Regions from separate parts of the Sus scrofa genome. Here region 1 is linked to region 2. Evidence: chromatin contacts called from public Hi-C data. All regions are on one chromosome and are shown on one strand. Each heading gives the region's core, a stretch centred on a gene start, on an enhancer-like site or on the middle of the called end of the contact. The rest is flanking DNA. Distances are from core to core; before and after follow the strand shown. Region 1 has its middle 19 kb from the start of MRGPRX2. Region 2 overlaps ZDHHC13 (palmitoyltransferase ZDHHC13).

What was found. A called contact is a pair of places that touch in the nucleus more often than the background predicts.
Region 1: a Hi-C map of fetal heart ventricle shows a contact between it and region 2, with 5 times the contacts expected there. The contact joins two enhancer-like sites. A contact is called at or near these places in 5 of 47 Hi-C or Micro-C datasets (alveolar macrophages, embryonic fibroblasts, fetal heart ventricle and 1 more).

Annotation. Positions count from the first base shown.
Region 1 is chr2:40,351,355-40,355,705 of Sscrofa11.1, reverse strand. No RefSeq gene overlaps it. Among named protein-coding and RNA genes, the nearest start is that of MRGPRX2, 19 kb to the left of the region's middle. Within about 2 kb of position 1,260, at least 1 of the 83 cell types and tissues checked has an H3K27ac peak or open chromatin away from gene starts, as enhancers often do.
Region 2 is chr2:40,274,408-40,278,724 of Sscrofa11.1, reverse strand. ZDHHC13 (palmitoyltransferase ZDHHC13) reads left to right here. Exons shown (of 17, transcript XM_021083254.1): 9 at 1,087-1,220. Among named protein-coding and RNA genes, the nearest start is that of ZDHHC13, 34 kb to the left of the region's middle. Within about 2 kb of position 2,509, at least 2 of the 83 cell types and tissues checked have an H3K27ac peak or open chromatin away from gene starts, as enhancers often do.

The DNA.
Region 1 (4,351 bases), core at 11-2,510, 78 kb before region 2:
AGTCGGATTCATTTCTGCTGCACCATGACAGGAACTCCTGGTTTCTTCACTTCTGAAAAGGAGATAACAAGAGATTTTTCTCCTTGAGATGGTGTGAGAATGTTCTGAGATTCTGCACCTTTGAGAAACAGTGGTTCCGGTCCTTCCTGCTGCATTTCCCCCACAGGCCCGAGGGCTGCAGTCATCGCCCATCCGTGGCAAGTCAGGCCCCAGCTTAGCAGACTCAGAGCTAGGAAGCCCAGGCTTCCTTCTCCAGCACCCAGCCCTAGAGTAATAATAATAACAACAAGAACAGTGTCTCTGTTTTGGTGGTACTTACTCTGTACTGGGCACAGCTATAAGCACTTATTTATTTATTTGTTTACTTATTTATGTGTCTGCACCCATGGCATATGGAAGTTTCCAGGCCAAGAACTGAATATGAGCCACAGCTGCAACCTATGTTGTAGCTGCAGCAATGCCAGATCATTTAACCCACTGTGCCAAGGCAGAGATCAAACCCGCACCTCTGAAGCGACCTGAGCCACTGCAGTTGGATTCTTTTTTTCTTTCTTTTTTTTTTTTTTTTTGCTCTTTAGGGCCACACTCACAGCACATGGAGGTTCCCAGGCTAGGGGTTGACTCGGAGCTGCAGCTGCCGGCCTACACCACAGCCACAGCAACGCCAGATCCAAACTGTGTCTGTGACCTACACCACAGCTCACGGCAATGCCAGATCCTTAACCCACTGAGTGAGGCCAGGGATCGAACCTGCAACCTCATGGTTCCTAGTCGGATTTGTTTCTGATGTTCCACAATGGGAACGCTCCTTTTTTTTTTTTTTTTTCAGTTGGATTCCTAACCCACTACACCACAGTGGGAGTTCCTATTTATGCATTTATTTTTATTTAAAAAATGTATGTATTTATTCTGGCCACACCTGCAGCATAGGAAAGTTCCGGGGCCAGGGACTGAACCCGTACCACAGCAGTGACCCAGGCTGCTGCAGTGACAGTGCCAGATCCTTAACCTGCCTTGCCACAAGGGAACTCCACACTTCACATTTATTAACTCATAATTTTCACTACAACCATATGACGTGACTACCATTATCATCCCCCTTTTCCAGATGGTGAAAGTGAAGGACAGAGAGGTTAAGCAACTTGCCCAAGATCAATTTGCCTGAGCCCACAATTGCTTCTGCACTTCTTTGAAGTAAAACCCATAGATCCAACACTCACCCCAGCAGTGAATCATCATGTTCCCAGATATGTTTCTGTGTGAAAATTTCCTCCAAAACATTTAACTGCTTCTGAAACTGCTTAAGACAATTCAGAATGCCACGTTCCCTCCTGCTTCTGTTCTGAGGATCAAAGCAGAGGCAGCAGCCAGAGAAATGCTGGGCTGAGGGGCAGTTCAGCTCAACTCAGCCACCTGGGGTGGGACGGCACGCAGGGGTGGGGGTGTGTGTGCTGTCTCAAGAGCCCATGGCATCCTCGGCTTGGGCAGGGCTCTCGGTGGCATGAAGACTGAACCAGGAGGCCAGAGCTCATGGCTGCTATCTCAGCTCTGAAGTTCTGCATAAGATTTCATTTGGAAGGAGGGTCTGTGCCAGAAATAAAATTTGAAAGCTACTGGCTAGATCATCGCTAAGATCCTTATGGGCTCCTGTCTCCTGGGGCTTGTTCATTCATTCCATAGATACCACTTGAGTGCCGGGAACTCTGCCAGGCACGGAGGGTGCAGGGGTGGATAAAAGTGTTATGGCCTCTGCTGTCATGGAGGTCAAAACTCTATGGAAAAAGACAAAAAGGCAAGCAAAAAATGAAAATAAGAAAAAATCAAATAGGGACTTCCTGTCATGGCTCAGCAGAAACGAATCTGACTAGTATCCATGAGGACACAGGTTTAATTCCTTGACCTTGATCCAGCGTTGCTGTGAGCTGTGGCGTGGGTTGAAGATGCGGCTCGTATCCAATGTTGCTATGGCTGTGGTGTAGGGCAGTGGCTGCAGCTCTGATTTGACCCCAGCCTGGGAACTTCCATATGCTGCGGGTGTGGCCCTAAAAAGACCGGAAGAAAAAAAAAAGAGAGAGAGAAAAAATAAAATAATTACATGCTGGGATGGGTACTATGAAGGAAATCAACATGGTGATGGGATCTGGAGTAACCTGGGAACTTCTGTGAGTGGTTTAAGCTGAGCCCTGGAGGCTGAAAAGGAGCCAGACTTGACAGTCAAGAACCAGGGCAAGAGCATTCCTGGTGTAGGGAACTGCAAGTGCAAAAGCCCTGAGGCAGAAAAGAGGTTAGCATCTCTGGCTGGAGCAGAAGGTGGGGGAAGGATGGCTTAAGAGTCGGGTTTGTTCTAAATGCACAGCCATTGAAGAGTTGGAAACAAGGATGAGGTATTATCCATTTACAGTAAAAACATCACTTTTATGCTGAGAGGAGACTGCCTTGCAGGGGGAAAGGAGATCCATGAAGAAGCTGCTGTAGGAAAGGAGGCTAATGGGCTGCAGGTGGCTGTAAAGATGTGGGAAGTGGACAACGGGGAGCTGGGTGAGAATCCGACATTCTGAAAGTGTGCAACAGACCCTGTTTTCTCTCCCACACAATGTGGGTATTTCAAGAGGTATCTAATAGTCTACCTTTACTGCGTGGAGTGCTTCTCTTTGCTCTGTGTCACCTGCTGCACTCTTTTCTCTGTGCACAGACACTCCATTAGAATATAATTAGAATGTAAACTCCACGAAGGCGGAGGAGGGGGCCCGTAACGCACCTGTTCACTTCTTCAGCGCCCTCATCGAGCAGGGACCGCTGAGAGCAGTCCAGCAGTTCCAGATCGAGCCACGAGAGGGCGCCCATAAACCTCTTTTTCAGTTTCTGGCTGGAAACTCTCAGGAGTAAAACTCTCGAACCCCTACTAAAATTTCACAGTTTGCCTAGTATCTGCAGTATTTTTGCATATTGTCGTGTGTTGTGGTCGTTCGTGTTTCTGAGAGTAGAAAAAATGTTTTCCCATGGGCTTTCGAGATACTGTTTTGAGATGGGGGAGGGAAGACGCACAGGGACCCTGGCTCCCTCCCATACCTCTCCTGCTCTGCTCAGTTTACACTGACTCGCTTAAGGAAACTTGTACTTAGGTCTCCACTGATGGTAGCCAGAGAGAAATTATCTTCAGACAAATGGGTCATAAGTTAATATTCTCTTGGTCAGAATTTTGTATTTGGCCATGACTCAGATTTCCCAACCAACTGAGTAAGACTAAAGAAAATATCAATTCAGTTGGATGAAAGCTGGTAAGTGTTTGAGGTAATAAGGGACCAGAAAGTGCTGGTTGGTGAGTGATCATTGGTCTAACTGGAGGCACCTGTGGAGTAGAAGGACAAACACCATCCAGCCAGGACCACTGAGGCACGGGGCGGGGCGGGGGGATGAGTCCTGTTTTGAATCCTGGTTCTGTTGATTTTTAGCGGAAGGGTGATGGCTCTGAGCCGGTCTCCTCTGCCTGCGAGAACGACAGTGCTCTGGTGGACACGAAAGGTGCTTGTCAACAGGTAGGCAGGAGGTGGTGGTAGAATGGAGGTGAGATTATAACCGCTGCCAGCGGTCACCGTCTGAGCCCCCCTCACACTGGCACTGAGGGTCCATGAAAGAGGGGGTCATGTGGAGTTGAGAGGGAACCCACGGAATGTCTGGATGTGTCACCTAAGGAGGACGGCCAGAGGTGGGAACTGGGAAATGGGAAAGGAAGCCAGGGAATCATAGAGCTGGAGCTTTAGCCCAAGAAAGGATGGGCTGGGCAGGGGGATGATTCTAGAAAAACATTGGTGATACCATTCCCTGCCGCTGACATAGGGCAGGTGTGAGCAGGCTGCATTTAATCGCCAGGGAGGTGGAGTGGGGGGTGGGGGCATCTTCCAACCTTTTTTCTTTCTTTCTTTTTTTTTTTTTTTTTTGTCTTGTCTTTTTGTTGTTGTTTGTTGTTGCTATTTCTTGGGCCGCTCCTGCGGCATATGGAGGTTCCCAGACTAGGGGTTGAATCAGAGCTATAGCCACCGGCCTACGCCAGAGCCACAGCAACGCGGGATCCGAGCCGCATCTGCAACCTACACCACAGCTCACGGCAACGCCGGATCGTTAACCCACTGAGCAAGGGCAGGGACCGAACCCGCAACCTCATGGTTCCTAGTCGGATTCGTTAACCACTGCGCTACGACGGGAACTCCCCAACCTTTTTTCTAATTAGACTGTTGGCTTCAGTATAGGAAGCCGGGGAAACTTATGCATCCTAAGTACACACTTTGATCATTTTTTTTCAAATCTGCCTTATCGTTTTTGTAGTCTCTTACTCTTTACTCACTTTTTATCC
Region 2 (4,317 bases), core at 1,260-3,759:
CCTTCTCTGGCTTTTCTGGAACCTTTTTTTTGGTTCTCATCCCGCCTTTCTGATTGTGCTGCTTACTCGTTCTTACTTATCTTTTGTGGCTTTGCTCTTTCCCTTTGGGTGTTTCCATCAGCCAAGATTCTGCCCCTTTCTATCTGTGCACAGTCCTTGGGATGTTGTTCATTCATGGCTTTCTCACCTGTATACTGGTGAGCACTAATTTTTCTCAAAACCATATGGTTGCCCTGCTTTTCTGACTGACGCCTTGCCATCTCCTAGATGTTCGTATGCATCTACAAACTCCACATGCCCTAAACAAAACTCATCGTTTCTGCAAACTTGTTCCTTCTAACCTTCTTTATTAGGGGATGGTACCATCCACCGCCCAGGTTGGAACTCTTAGACTCTCTTCTTTGAGTCTTGGGTGTATTGATTTTTGTGTGATCTTTTTGTCTTGCTTTATGCTTTTCGATAGGTAATACTGTTTGAAATAATTTTTTTTTTAAATGTCAGCTCTCATTTACACTAAAAGACCACCATTTCTTGGAGTGAAGGAAAGCAGAACAAAACATGTTTAAGAAACATTTTATGAAATGTAAGGCCTTTGAAAGATCGTTTCCAAGATTTGTAATTTCTCAAACTTCACGTTTATCAATCAGCAATTCTGAAGAAAAACTCTGTGTTCTGCTGTTGCATTCATTGTTATTATGTATTTAGAAAGTAGTTATGTTGGGGAGTTCCTTTTGTGGTGCAGCGGAAACGAATCCAACTAGGAACCATGAGGTTGTAGGTTCGATCCCTGGCCTTGCTCAGTGGGTTAAGGATCTGGCGTTGCCGTGAGCTCTGGTGTAGGTTGCAGACGCGGCTCGGGTCCCGGGTTGCGGTGGCTCTGGCATAGGCCGGCAGCTACAGCTCCGATTAGACCCCTGGCCTGAGAACCTCCGTATGCCGCGGGTGTGGCCCTAGAAAAAGACAAAAAGACAATTAAAAAAAAAAAAAAAGAAAAAAAAGAAAGAAAGTAGTTGTATTGAACTAATTATTCCTAGATACTTAGAAGGTACAATCCATAAAGTTCTAAATTTCTGAATCTCTTAATAGCTCTTCCTGCTGCTGATGCTTTCTGTGATTACCATGTGGGCTGTTGGATACATATTGGACTTCAATTCAGATTCTTGGCTTTTAAAAGGATCTCTTCTAATAACATTATTTTTTCTGACATCTTTGTTTCCAAGGTATGTATATTGGTTTTTACAATGTTGGTTATTGCATTTCAAATTTGAGTACTTATTTCTATTGCTGATTAATTGGAATCACAGATCTTTATTGAACTTTGACTATTATTGCATAGAAACGTCCTCAGGGTAGGAGGGAAGTCCTGTGGTGGCATGTAATTTGACTGAAAGCAAATCGGCCAATCCAATAATTTAATTGAATTTACTATTGGTAGGAAGTAAGTATCCTAGCTCTCTTTTTGCATTGTTAACTTTGGTAAGTAATGGGGAGATTTTTATAACTATTTTGCATCTTAAATCATTTTTGCTTATTTTTCAGAAATTTTTTTTCTCGCTCTAAATCAAAATTCATTTCAAGCTAGATATTTTTGCTCCTAAGGTTTTTTAGTTGAAACAACCTAATTAAATCAGGGATGTTATGAAATAGTAATTATGGTATGGTTTATTTTTAGGAAAATATTCATATATGATTATATATAGTTGCTGGTTAAGAGTCAGACTGGGTTCAAGTCAGGCTTTACCACGTAACAGTCTGACCTTGAACAAGTTGGTTTACCTCTCTGTGCCTTGATATTTTTTTCATCTATAAAACAAGGGTGATAATTGTGACAGTCCCTCTGTCATAATTAATACAAATACAGTGGTTCAAACCATGGCGGACACACAGTATTCAATAGTCCTGTCACATCCTAGTCTCTCCTTCTCACCTCCCTTTCCTTGTTAGAATGTCATCTGGTCCTCACGTGAAACATGGGTCTTCTCCTTGGATTTCTGTCCTCCATTCTTCCCTTCTCCTCACCTCCTACATCCAGCGAGGTACCAAGTTCTTCCTGCTCCACTCCTGTTGGTCTCTTCTCTCTGTCTCCCCAGCTGGCACCCCAGGCCAAGCCTCCTAATTGGTCTCCTGACTCTGGCTCTTCTCCCCATGGATTCCTCCTCACTTAGCAATCAGGGTGGTCCTTTAAAAAGGCAAACCAGTTTCTGTCTTTTCTCTCTGCCTAAAGCCCTCCAGTGGCTTTTTCTTGCTCTGGGAATGACATCCAGACTCCTGGCCTGTGAGGTGTTATGTGATCCGTTCCCTCCCCTCTGACATCATCTCCCTCTACTGCCCTCCAGCCCCCTTTCTGTTTCCAGCACACATCAGGCTTGTTCCCACCCAGGGCCTTGGCTCTGTCTGAAGTGTTCTGATAGCAGATAATGGTATAGCGGGAGACGTCACTCGGGCCTCAGTTCCAACATCACCTCCACAGCAAGGCCATGCCTCACTAACTCTGCGGCATCACGGGCTGTTTTTTCTTCATGGCACTTGATCACTGTTTCCTGGACTGTCAGGCCCATACAAGCAACACGCTTGTCTCTCCTGTGGAACATTTTCAGGAACAAAAAACTGAAGATCCATAAAAGCAAAGCTGAAAGGAGATGCTGTGTTGCTCTCTTCAGGGGGTGATGAAGAGCATTCCTGTGTCCTCCTTTTGCTTACCAGCATTTTGTGGAATAGCCTGAACTGCTGCTTATGTCACAACAGAAGACAGAGCATTGAGGAATTTTCCCATTTTGGTTCCTCAAGAGCAAGACAGTAGGCTGGAAAAGAATTAGAATTCAAATGTAAATAACAGCTCAAATTTCTTTTTTCTTTTTTCATGAGCAGAATTTTTATTTTTTATTTTATTTTATTTTATTTCAAATTTTATTTATTTTTCCACAGTACAGCATAGGGACCAAGTTACACATACCTGTATACCTAATTTTTCCTCCCATTGTCGTGTTGCAATATAAGTATCTACACATAGTTCTCAAATTTCTGAAAAGTAGAAAAATGCCTAAAATTGTCTGCTCTTCAGAAAGCTTGTAACTTAGAGATATTCATTCATTTTTCACTGATTGGATTGACTTGGTCTTCGGCTAAATTTTAGGCCAAGTTGTAGTCATCACTTTTTTCTTGCATTCCATGGAGAAAGCAAAGAGTGGCAATATGTATGCACCTAGGATAGGGGGCATTTGAGATTCTGTTGTTTTAATAGAAACCCACATTATGTAAAATTTACATGGAAACTTTTGTTTCTGAGTTGGGGGCTTCATAAGCTAGGCTTAGCATATGGACACAGTTTGCATGGAAGACAAATTCATACGGCAACTTGATCCATTCTGTTTTATTTCTCCTACTCTAGCATCCCAATTTCATGGCAGTAAGCAGCTGTAAACTTCCACTATTATTAGGCTCCACAGGAGGTTGCTTATTGATCCAGGCTGCTCTGTCATACCTAGACAGATCATAGTAGCAGGCTCTTCAAAACTAAGTAGTTCACTGCACCACTTAATGAGGTCAAACACATTTGGCTGCAAAATCTCAGGTAGGCCGTGCTGTGGTTACATGGACTCCGTTTGGCTGATTCTGCAGCCTTTTGGGTACCTGAGGTTTGGGATCTTTAGTTCTTGTCAGGTATTTTATCACAGTTGCGCTTATGATCTTTTTTTTTTTTTCCTTCTTTAGGGCCATACCATGGCATTTGGAGGTTCCCAGGCTGGGGGTTGAATTGGAGCTGTAGCCACTGGCCTACACCACAGCCACAGCAGCTCGGAATCTGAGTGGTGTCTGCGACCTACACCATAGCTCACAGCAATGATGGATCCTTAACCCACTGAGCGAGGCCACGGGTTGAACCTGTGTTCTCAGGGATGCTAGTCAGATTCGTTAACCACTGAGCCACGACGGGAACTCCGATGATCTCGATAGCTTTTTAAAACTCTGTCATGTCCATCATCAACCTGGTATAAATTTTAAAATAGATCCAGGTAAATTGTATTCATGCATAGATTTACTATGTTGAGTCATGTGAAAGAGAGATTTTTTTTTCTTTTGCAACTATGTCACTAAACATTTGGGTAAAGTATATGTGGACTTCCAAGTTTCTTGTGACCCAAGTGAGATGGGTGGTGCCTGATGACTAGTGGCACCTTTAGCATCAAGTGTCGTTTAGCATCAAGTGTCTGCTTCTCAAGCTGATGGTGGGATGAAAGGGCTCAAGGTCGTGTGCATCTGTATGTTGCAAAAACACACTACCAGCCTCTAGAAGAAAGCTTGTTAATTATGAAGGTG